3 separate regions of the Mus musculus genome follow, and all the other regions are linked to region 3. A link is a contact called in public HiChIP or PLAC-seq and promoter capture Hi-C data. All regions are on one chromosome and are shown on one strand. Each heading gives the region's core, a stretch centred on a gene start, on an enhancer-like site or on the middle of the called end of the contact. The rest is flanking DNA. Distances are from core to core; before and after follow the strand shown. Region 1 holds the start of Slc16a13 (solute carrier family 16 (monocarboxylic acid transporters), member 13). Region 2 has its middle 15 kb from the start of Slc16a11. Region 3 holds the start of Polr2a (polymerase (RNA) II (DNA directed) polypeptide A).

The links. Promoter capture Hi-C pulls out the DNA fragments that hold promoters and counts their contacts. HiChIP or PLAC-seq counts read pairs in DNA pulled down with a chosen protein or histone mark.
Region 1: a promoter capture Hi-C map of pre-B cells shows a contact between it and region 3. The contact joins the promoter of Slc16a13 here to the promoter of Polr2a in region 3. A contact is called at or near these places in 13 of 39 promoter capture datasets (the 3T3-L1 cell line, 3T3-L1-derived adipocytes, the SN4741 cell line and 8 more), 2 of 484 Hi-C or Micro-C datasets (LSK cells and cortical neurons) and 5 of 115 datasets of contacts at active chromatin or transcription factors (embryonic limb bud, extraembryonic endoderm stem cells, large pre-B cells and 2 more).
Region 2: an HNF4G HiChIP or PLAC-seq map of pancreatic cancer cells shows a contact between it and region 3. The contact joins the enhancer-like site here to the promoter of Polr2a in region 3. A contact is called at or near these places in 13 of 39 promoter capture datasets (the 3T3-L1 cell line, 3T3-L1-derived adipocytes, the SN4741 cell line and 8 more) and 2 of 115 datasets of contacts at active chromatin or transcription factors (bone marrow-derived macrophages and pancreatic cancer cells).

The regions. Positions count from the first base shown.
Region 1 is chr11:70,219,158-70,222,485 of GRCm38.p6, reverse strand. Slc16a13 (solute carrier family 16 (monocarboxylic acid transporters), member 13) reads left to right here and starts at 1,492. Exons shown (of 4, transcript NM_172371.3): 1 at 1,492-2,007; 2 at 2,148-2,291; 3 at 3,156-3,328. The coding sequence starts at 1,809.
Region 2 is chr11:70,197,077-70,200,542 of GRCm38.p6, reverse strand. No RefSeq gene overlaps it. Among named protein-coding and RNA genes, the nearest start is that of Slc16a11, 15 kb to the left of the region's middle. Within about 2 kb of position 2,047, at least 54 of the 459 cell types and tissues checked have an H3K27ac peak or open chromatin away from gene starts, as enhancers often do. A contact at or near this core is called in the SN4741 cell line, bone marrow-derived macrophages and pancreatic cancer cells, where this site is marked.
Region 3 is chr11:69,756,984-69,760,191 of GRCm38.p6, reverse strand. It overlaps Polr2a (polymerase (RNA) II (DNA directed) polypeptide A), which reads left to right and starts at 1,559. Exons shown (of 29, transcript NM_001291068.1): 1 at 1,559-2,061. The coding sequence starts at 1,969. It overlaps Slc35g3 (solute carrier family 35, member G3), which reads left to right. Exons shown (of 2, transcript NM_019871.2): 2 at 1-308. The coding sequence ends at 57.

The sequences.
Region 1 (3,328 bases), core at 243-2,742, 460 kb before region 3:
GCCAACACAGCCAAGTTCCTTAAGATCGGATCTCACTAAATTGCCCAGATTAGCCTTTACCTCAGTCTGAAGTCCCAGCATGCCTTAAGCTTGCTACCCTCTTAGCCCGGTCTCAATAGCTGGGGTTGCAGACAGGCCTTATGTGTAGTGTTTTGCCTACATGTATTTAAGTGACCCAGATGGGTACATGCCTGTGGAGGCCAGAAGAAGGTGTCAGATCCCCTGGAACAGTGCGGGAGCTGACAAGACCTGAACCTTGTTCCTCTGAAAGAACAACAGCAAGTGCTCTTAACTGCTGAGCCATCCCTCCAGCCCCTACAGTGTGATTTCTTAAAAGCATAACTTCTTATACCATCCCCCTCTCGTTTGCCTCTTTCCCCATTGTTCTGCATATGAATTCCCAGCCCAAGGTTTCAAAGGTCAGAGTCCTGGGGAGCCTGAGGTACCATAAAAGAAAAGCCCAAGTCTTTGCTCTCAGGAGGTGAGGGGGCAGTGCCTCTAGAGCTCTGGTTAGATAAGAGGCTGACTGCTCCAGAGACCAGGGTCATAGCTTGCCTCTCTCAAGGTGTTCAGCATAAGATAAAAAACAAAACAACTGGTTAGGAAGTGGCCAGTACTAGAAGGCTAAGAGAAAGCTTCCAGCACTGCTGAGGAAAAAGTAGGTGGTAATGGGGGACTCTGGTGGTGTGACAGCCGCCCTTCCTCTTCTCAGTTATTTTTGGTCTCAGTGACCTGCTAGTTTCCTGCTAGTGGGGTCGGAAACGGCAGGAAAATAATTCTCATTACAGAAACGAATGCCAGGACTCCGGGTCGTCACCGGTCCTCGTTCCCCGCCTCCCCGCTTTATAACAGCAATACTGGGAATTGAACCAGGACCAGTTCAATGGGTCCTGTAACCCCCCTTTTAATTATGTAAAAAACAAAAACACAAAGAAAAACAAAATTGAGACGGAGTCTAGCTAAATTGCCCACGTTGACCATGAGCTTGCCTCTGCCTCCCGAGCAGCTAGGATCACAGTCTGCGCGTTCCTGTCTTCCCTCTTCCTCCGCCGCCCTCGGCTCAGCCGTCTAGAATTTTCAGGGCTTTTCTAGTCGTCCCAGGTGCTCTGTCAGTTTGACTCTTACCTCATAACCTGTCCCTTCATACCCACGCTGCATGGCAATTTTTGGATCCCTCACTAAGCAAGTGAGTTTCTGCCTGGCCAGGACCAGTTTATCCACAACCAGCCCTTTGATGCAAGTCTGGAAATGTGATTGCAGAACCGCAGAACCCTCAGGGTTAGGTCCCTTGTCACGTGGGACCTATCTTCCTCATGCCCCTCCCTACGCATGCGCCCCTCTCTCACTGCAGGTCCTGAACAATGCTGTAAACCCCGCCCAGCCCCTCCAGATCCACCCCCTGCTCTGGAGACCTGCATCCTAATTGGCGAACCAAGTGTTGGATGTTGGCCCACTTAGGCAGGTGTTAAATCCTCAAAGATAACATAATCCACAACCAGACTACCTCTCGTTAGGGTTGTGGCCCGAACCTGGTTTTATTTTCTGACCACTAAAGAAATCATCTGGCTGGAGTCTGGATCTCAGCTGCGGTCTAACCCGGCCCTGTGTCGGTGGCAGGTCCCGGTTTATAGGGCCTCCTTCCTCTTGGGGAAAGGCGCAGGCGCCACATGCTTTATCAGTAACTTCCTAGCTACCAGCCCCAGCTTAGCGCTGAGCGTCCTGCAGGGTAGGTGGGAGGGCCAAAGTGAGCGATTTAAAGCCCAGATCAGGCAGGGGCTCTTAGGAGTTGCCCCTTTGTTCCTTTCGGAATGGTGCGCAGGGCTGAGCCCCCCGACGGGGGCTGGGGATGGATGGTGGTGCTCTCAGCGTTCTTCCAGTCGGCGCTCGTGTTTGGGGTACTCCGTTCCTTCGGTGTCTTCTTCGTGGAATTTGTGGCGGCGTTTGAGGAGCAGGCAGCCAGAGTCTCCTGGATCGCTTCCATAGGGATCGCGGTGCAGCAGTTTGGGAGTGAGTGCGGCGTCCGGGTGCGGTGGCCTGCCACCCTCGGAGAAAAGAGGGAATTTGGGGACCAGAAAGGGGAAAGGGTCGGGAGGATGCTGAGGGAGGGTGGCGGAGACCACCTCGCAGAACCCATTCCAATTCCCTAGGCCCAATAGGCAGTGCCCTGAGCACGAAGCTGGGGCCCAGGCCTGTGGTGATGACTGGGGGCATCTTGGCTGCGCTGGGGATGCTGCTTGCTTCATTTGCTACCTCCTTGACCCACCTATACCTGAGTATTGGGCTGCTGTCAGGTGAGACCCTGGGCAAGGGCAGAAGTCTAAGGCCTGTATCTCAAGCTTCTGGGTTTTTCACCTTCTTCCACCTCTTTCCAAAAAGGCTCAGGGAGAACCTATGCCCTGAAGGGAATTCTTAAACTGAATGACTAAGTCAGAGATAATCCAGAAAACACAAGCCCAAACCCATCGGACTGGAGGGTAGAAGGGAGGTTGTTATTAAGATTGCGCTAGGTAGAGACCGAAATAGATATCATTGCTTACTTAAAAAATTAATAGTGACGCTTTCGATGCTTACATACCCGGGCAATGGAAGATTAATGTAGCCAAAAACAGTAGAGATGGGGCTCTTATTCCAAAGTTCTGTGTTAGGTACTTTAGGAACACTATCTTTTGTCTTCCCAGATCCCATAGAGCAGCGGTTCTCAACACGTAGGTAGCGATCCCGTTGGGAGAGTTGCTCAATTCTTTCATGGGGGGGGGGGGTGGTCACATAGCAGATGCTCTGACTTCAGATATTTTCATTACGATTCGTAACAGTAGAAAAAATACAGTTAGGAAGTAGTAATGAAAATAATCTTCTGGTTTGGGGGAGGAGGGTCACCACAACATGTATTGAAGAGTCAAAACATTAGGAAGGTCAGGACCCACTGTTATAAGGTGTGTTAACCCCATTTTGCAGATGAGGTGGTTGAGCCTGGGAGAGTAAGCAGAACACACAAAGTCACACAGCTAGAAAGTGTTAAAACCCAGCACTGTGAACACCCAGGTCTGTGGGCGTGCAAAGCAGGGGCTAGTCTGCTCCAAGGTTGTGCTGGGATTACTGGGTGTTCTGAGCACCTCCAAAGCCCACAGCCTCCCGCCTTGTTCTCCTTTTGACAGGCTCTGGCTGGGCCCTGACCTTCACTCCGACCATGGCCTGCCTTTCCCGTTACTTCTCTCAGCGTCGATCTCTGGCCATGGGGCTGGCCCTGACTGGAGTGGGCATCTCCTCTTTTGCATTTGCCCCCCTCTTCCAGTGGCTGATCAACAACTATGCCTGGAGAGGGGCCCTC
Region 2 (3,466 bases), core at 798-3,297, 440 kb before region 3:
AGTTCCAAACTGGTACCTCAGTGTGTAACTTACATGGTCTCTTAGAAGATATATCTAGATAAACTCTAGATAACCCCACTGGGCTGCAATGGCTTGGCCTGGCCAGGATCTCTATTTAACTGAGTCATGTGAGCCTAAAAGCCAGAAGTGGGGGGTGGGAGGGAGAAGGAGTTGGATTACAGGTTTCCCTGAGGCTGTGGGAATGTACACTAGACACCCTGTGGGAGCTACCAAACCTGAGTGTCCAGGAGGTCAGCAATGAGTGAAATAAGGACACTCCAGGCAAAAGCATACCTTGTGCAACACTCCTACCAAGGTGTTCTTCTGGACCAAGGCATCTGAGGGCCTGCTTTCAAGATCAAGGCAGATGCCTGGGTGAAGTCCGGTGAGGACTGGTGAAGTCTGGACAAGTTGCCGGTCTGAAGGTTTCATGACCTGGCGGCCGGCTGGCCGGCATATACCCTCTTCTTTTAGATCTTTTCCCTTTCAGTGCATTTGCTCTGAGCTGAGTTCCTCTTATCTGCCACAAATCTCCTTTACAAACCTTGTCCAACCCAAAATTATTTCCTCTGAAAGCTTTCTCCTGCCCCTGTTTTGCAAAAACAAACAAACAACAAACAAACAAAAACCCTGGCAGCCTCCCTCGCTGAGGATTGCTGTTCTCTAGTGCATTCAAATAGGTTTCCCGAGTTTTCTGTAACCGAATTTCAAACTCTCAAAGGAGTTCCCCTTTCCTTGATCCGTGACGGGGAGCCATTTGCGAGGAGACTGCCCTTCATTCACCACACGTTTGGGAGGCAGTGTTATGCCCTCAGCTGCGGCCCCTGGAGACCCTGATTTCTAGGGAATGAGTTTCCACCTCACTGCATCCGGGATTTGGGAGATAAAAAGCTGGTGCCTGAGGCTTTAGAGCAGAAGTTTTAGGACTGGGGCCAGTGGGTGCTCGAAGCACTGAGCTAAGGCTCCACACTGAACTCCACAATATATAAGGCCTGCCTGGCTCTCTCCTCTCCTCTTCTCTCTCTCTTTCTCCTCCCTTCCTCCTTCCTTTTCTTCCTCTCGTCTTCTATCCCTTCTTCTTATTGAAAGGAAGCTTCCCTGTGTTGCCCAAGCTGACCTTGACTTCTGGGCTGAAAAGATCCTCTCACCTCAATGTCCTGGGAAGCTGGAACCTACACATATGTACTACCTATCCTGGCTTCTTGGTGGCTCTTAAGAGGCTCGTGGTCTTTGAGTTTATTTCCTTGTTGTCCTTGGGTAAACAAGCTTAACCTAACCCTTCCCGAGTGTTTATGCAAATGCTTGAGAGGTGAGCACCTTTACGGACTCGAAAATACGGGAAGCAAGATTCTAAAATAACGAATGCTTAGATAGGCGTCTACAAAACATGACATTAGCCAGTCAACCCCTTTGTTAGAGTCTGTATTCCTGAAACAACTCAAAGGTTGATTTTCTTTTCTCACAGCCAAAGACTCCATCCCATGTCCATTTCATTATGATCCATAATAATTGATAAGAAGTCAATCAACAGTGAACTCGTTGAGGTTCAGGAGTTGCAGTCAAACCATACAAACACCGATCTCAGCTAATTGAGAATAGTTTAGCGAATGCATACCTTAATTCCGAATGTTCAGGGCCTTGAAAAGGACTCAGAGGCCTAATTGCGGTACTAGTCTGCTCTCAGGGTAGGCATTTTATAGGAAAAACCAGGTACTAGGTTCCAAAATTTAAAGGGCAATGAGTGGGAGCAGTTGGCTTCCTAGGCAAAGTATCATCAGCTAACCTTTAAGCGGATGGGGTGGTGGATGGGTGGTGGACAGGGGAGTTTCAGAACATTGAGATAACAGAGCATGAGCATTATAGTCATAACGTTTTGGTTTATTAGTCGCATTCTTCAGTGTCAGCCACAAAAACCACACTGAGCTCAAACACAGGAAGGGCTGCCCAGTGGTCAGCTCTGACTCAGGCTATTTTAGACCTAACAACTCATCGTGACCTTTGACTTAATGGGTCCCATGTAAAACTCTGTGGTATTTCTTAAGATTAGCAACCCTCATTCAGAACATACAGAACAAAACAGGGTGTGTGGTCAGGGTGTCTGAGCCAAGCCACTGCTCTGTGTCAATGACTGGCAGGCATGTTACAGCAACAATATGAAATAGCTGGCAGGCACAGAACAAAATGGCTACAGCTATGTTGGGTGGGTGTCAGAGCATAATAGACTCAGTGAGTTTTTTGTAGATGAATACATTTTTAAAATACATGTCCTTTAAAAAAAAATAACAGTCACTGAGCCTGGAAGTTTAGGCCAATTAGCCTAATTCCTTTAGAGCCCAAGGCATGGAAATTGAATATTTAAGACTTGCCTGTTCTATAGAGATAAAGGCTAGCCTGGGCAAGTTAGTAAGACTTTGTCCGGAAGTAAAAGGTAAAAAGAGCCAGGCGTGATGGTGCAAGCCTTTAATCTCAGCACGCTGGAGATTGTAATTGAATAACAGTCTGGTCTGCATACAGAACTCCAGGCCAGCCAGGGCTAGAGAGAGAGAGAGAGAGAGAGAGAGAGAGAGCGCAAACACACAAAACCCCAAAACAAACAGAAGTAAAAAGTCCAGAGAGAAGGGCTGGAGATATAGCTCAGCGGTTAAGAGCATTGATGTACTTCCAGAGGTCCTGAGTTCCCATCCCAGCAACCACATGGTGGCTCACAACCATCTGTAATGGGATCTGATGCCCTCTTCTGGTGTGCCTGAAGACTGTGACAGTGTACTCATGTAAATAAATAAATATTAAGAAAAAAAAAGTCCAGAGAATAGCTTGGCAGCAGAATATATGTTTAATATGTGTGAGGCTCTGGGTACCATAGAAAACTCATTAACAGTAAACATGTTATATTCAGCATGGAACATGAGTGCTCTAATGCACACAGATTCAAGAGGTTCTGTTGGATGGTAGCTAGAATATGAATCCAGAAAGGAGGCCAGCTGCCTTCTAGTTCTGCCTTAGCCAATTAGGGACCATAGTATTTGATACTATGTAACAGTTCCCTAATTCATGGGAAAGATGATGATAAGTCCTACGATCTGAATGTTTATATCCCTCCAGAGTCCATGCGTGAGATCTAATCCCCATCACAATCGTATCAGGAGGTGGGGATCTCCTGAGGCTACTAAGTGAATGAAGTTAAGGTCTTTGTAAAAGGTCTGAGAGCTTGTGACCCCCTTCTGCTAGACAGAACCATCTGTGAAGCAGAGAGTTGGGTCTTAGGAGACACTGACGCACGCTGTGGGCTTTCCAGCCTCCAGATCGATGACCAATACATTTCTATCATTTATAAATTATTTGGTCTACAGCATTTTGTCAGGGCATCTCAAGTGGACTGGGGATTGAATGATTTAGCATTTATAGAGTGGTAGGAGAAATGCCTACAAAGAAGTAACACTGTTTAAGGATGTATTTAAATAGAGTA
Region 3 (3,208 bases), core at 310-2,809:
GCCATCATTACTGCCCAGAACCTCAGTTGTGATAAGGAAGGGCAAACGGAGGAATGAAATCAAACTTGAGGGGGGGAGGGGGGACAGGGGTAAATAGGAGAGATGGGAATAAAAACCATGGGAGAACAAATGCCTGGCAAAGAACTGGTGTGGAGGACCAGTGAGATAGCTCAGCAGATAGAGGCTAATGCTACCAAGCCTGATCTATATGGTAGATGGAGAGAACCGACTCCTACAGATTATTCTCTCTATACATTCGCTGTGGCGTGCTTACACACAAAATAAAAAATATATATTAAAGCAAAAAACTGGTGTGGAGAGAGATGCCCTAGGATTCAAGGGTGACTTGGGACTAAGTGGAGAGGAGAGACCGGGAGCATGTACAGGAACCAGGGTATGGAATTGGGGCTGGGAACAGGGAATAAGGGCATCACTCAGCAGCGAGGTCTCAGATCCAGAGGACTAAGGAAGCCTGGTAGTGGGTCAAGGGGATTAATCCCACAGGCAGGAAAGAGAAGAGCGCTGGAGATGAAGAACGAAGAATGCAGCTTGTCAGGCGAACAGCCAGCACTGGGGGAGGGGCGTGTTTCCTTTCCTTTGGAAGGTATTTTGCTTTCCTCAGTGGTGGTGCTCCCTGTCCGAGCGGTGATGTAACGCTGACATCAAGCATGAATGAATCACTGTGGTTGGCTGAGCAGTTGGCTTTGCTTTGAAAAGGAGTGGAAACATGCTCTTTTGGGAGATTCCCTTGAAACACTCAGCCGCCACCTTATTTCTGAAGTCGTCTGAAAGGTGTAGGGTTTCCTTGACCCCGAATTCCCCAAGACATCCCTATTCTGCCCCACCGCTAATCTGCTTTTCTCAGATTGTCACGGTCGCGTGATCTGCGGCTCCTGGGTAGCAGCCATTCTACTTTCAGAATAGGCCTCCGGGCTCGGGAAAAGCTTGGGCTGAACATCGAGCGCCAGGGCTCCGTAAAGCTATTAGAGCACAGGCGGTGCCCCAACGTCCTGGGGCCTCTCCACTAATAACGGCTACTTCCAATTGATTGGACGCGCCATCTTGCCTGCCTTATGCATATTCAGCGGTGAACTGAATATTCATGAACGAGGCCCGTCCCGTCCCTCCCTCCTTCCCCCCACCCCCGGAACCCGCTCCGGAGGACCCGAAGGGCCCCGCCTTCATTACCGATGCGTAGGACAAACCATTTTCCCGATGTGTGTGGGGGGATACTAATGAGAGACTTTAGCTGAAAATGAGCCTGAACTCCGAAGCTGAGTAAAAATGGCCTAACTTTATCCTCCGTTCTGTAAGTCCTCGGTTTGAGTGCACGGGAAACCCGAAAGGAGGACGACAGGACCAGGAACATTCTCCTCCTCCTGTCGCGTCAGAAAGAACACCCAACCAGGGAGCCGGAGCCCTAGCGTCAACAACTCCGCCGCGCGCGCTCCGTGTAGGCCGGTGCGGGCGGCCCCGTAGCGCAAGGGAGGGCGGGAAAGGAAGGGGCGGGACACAAGGGCGAATCTATAAAGGGCGTCACTCAGCCAGTTCTCTCCTCAGAAGCGCCGAGAGCGCGACCGGGACGGTTGGAGAAGAAGGTGGCTCCCGGAAGGGGGAGAGACAAACTGCCGTAACCTCTGCCGTTCAGGATCCCGGTTACTTATTTATTCGTTACCCCTTTTCTTCTTCCTCCCTCCCAAAACCTCCTCCTCTCCTCCCTTCTTTTGTTTCCTTTTTGGGAGCCGACGAATCTCCGGAAAGGGAGAAAAGGCTTTCTTTCAGCCCTTTTCGTTCCTCTGCCTTCCCCCCCCCTTCCCCCCTCCCCCACCTTTCCCTCCTCCAGCCTTTCCCTCCCTATCCCGGGAGGTCTTTCCTGGTGGCCGCCCGGACGGGTTCTGAGCACTTAGGCGGCGGTGGCGCAGGCTTTTTGTAGCGAGGTTTGCGCCTGCGCAGCGCGCCTGCCTCGCCATGCACGGGGGTGGCCCCCCCTCCGGGGACAGCGCATGCCCGCTGCGCACCATCAAGAGAGTGCAGTTCGGAGTCCTGAGTCCGGATGAATTGGTAAGATAGTCCGCCCGTCTCTCTGCTATGCCTTTGGCTGATGATCCTCTGGGAAGATGGGTCAGTGATGCTGATGTTGTGCGGGGGTCCAGCCTTCAAAAGTTAAATTATGCCAGGACTTAAACAAGCGAAATGCTATGCCTGAGATGAGTGCTTGACTGGACAGAGAAGAAAGATGTTTCCATACTTGAGCATTGCTGCGGTTCAACGAGACAGGGTTGAAAGTTGTACAGGAAGTGGATCCCCAGTTTTAGTTCTTTCACCAATATTGAGCATCCTGCTATGTGACAGTAATCAGACACTAGGAACACAGCTGCACAATAAATATAACAGAAACTCTACCTTCTAAAACACTATGGGAAAAACAGAGAAGAGAGCTTAAGAACAAAAAGAAATGAGCAAAAATAAGTACCTAGATTAAAGCAAAATGAGGAAATGCTGTAAGAAGTCACTGAAATTGAATGGTGTCAGGGTTTGGAAGACATACTTGCCAGGGATGGTGACATTCCCAAGTAATATCAGTCATCAGAGCTATTTTTTTAGGTGGAGGAAACAAGTGTCATGGGACTGAGAGGGAAATAAACTTGTATTCTAGAGACTGAAAAGCCAGTGTTGGGGCAGGCAGGGTTAGTGGGTGCGGAGAGTGCACTGAAGAAGCACGGGATATTGTAAATTACGCTCTAGAGAGTCCAAATTTCTGTTTTCAGTAGGAAACCACTGGGTAATTATAAAGGTGACAGTAGTAACTTATACACACACGCATGTACAGAAGCTCCGTAAAGAGCTGATGTGAAGTGGGTGAGGATAGACAAGGGATAGCTTTTGGAGACTTGGACTTCTTCCTCCTGAGAGGAATAGAGAGTGGAATTAAACAGCTGATTCTAGACTGAGGCAGTCCTGTTGGGGTAAGGGCTCAACTATAGCAGAACTCAAAAGAAAAAACAGAAAAACCTACATCAGGGCTGGTAAGATGGCTCAGCAGGTAAGAGAACTGACTGCTCTTCCGAAAGTCATGAGTTCAAATCCCAGCAACCATATGGTGGCTCACAACCATCTGTAATGAGATCTGATGCCCTTTTCTGGAGTGTCTGAAGTCAGCTACAGTGTACTTACATATAATAAATAAATCTTAAAAAAAAAAAAACAA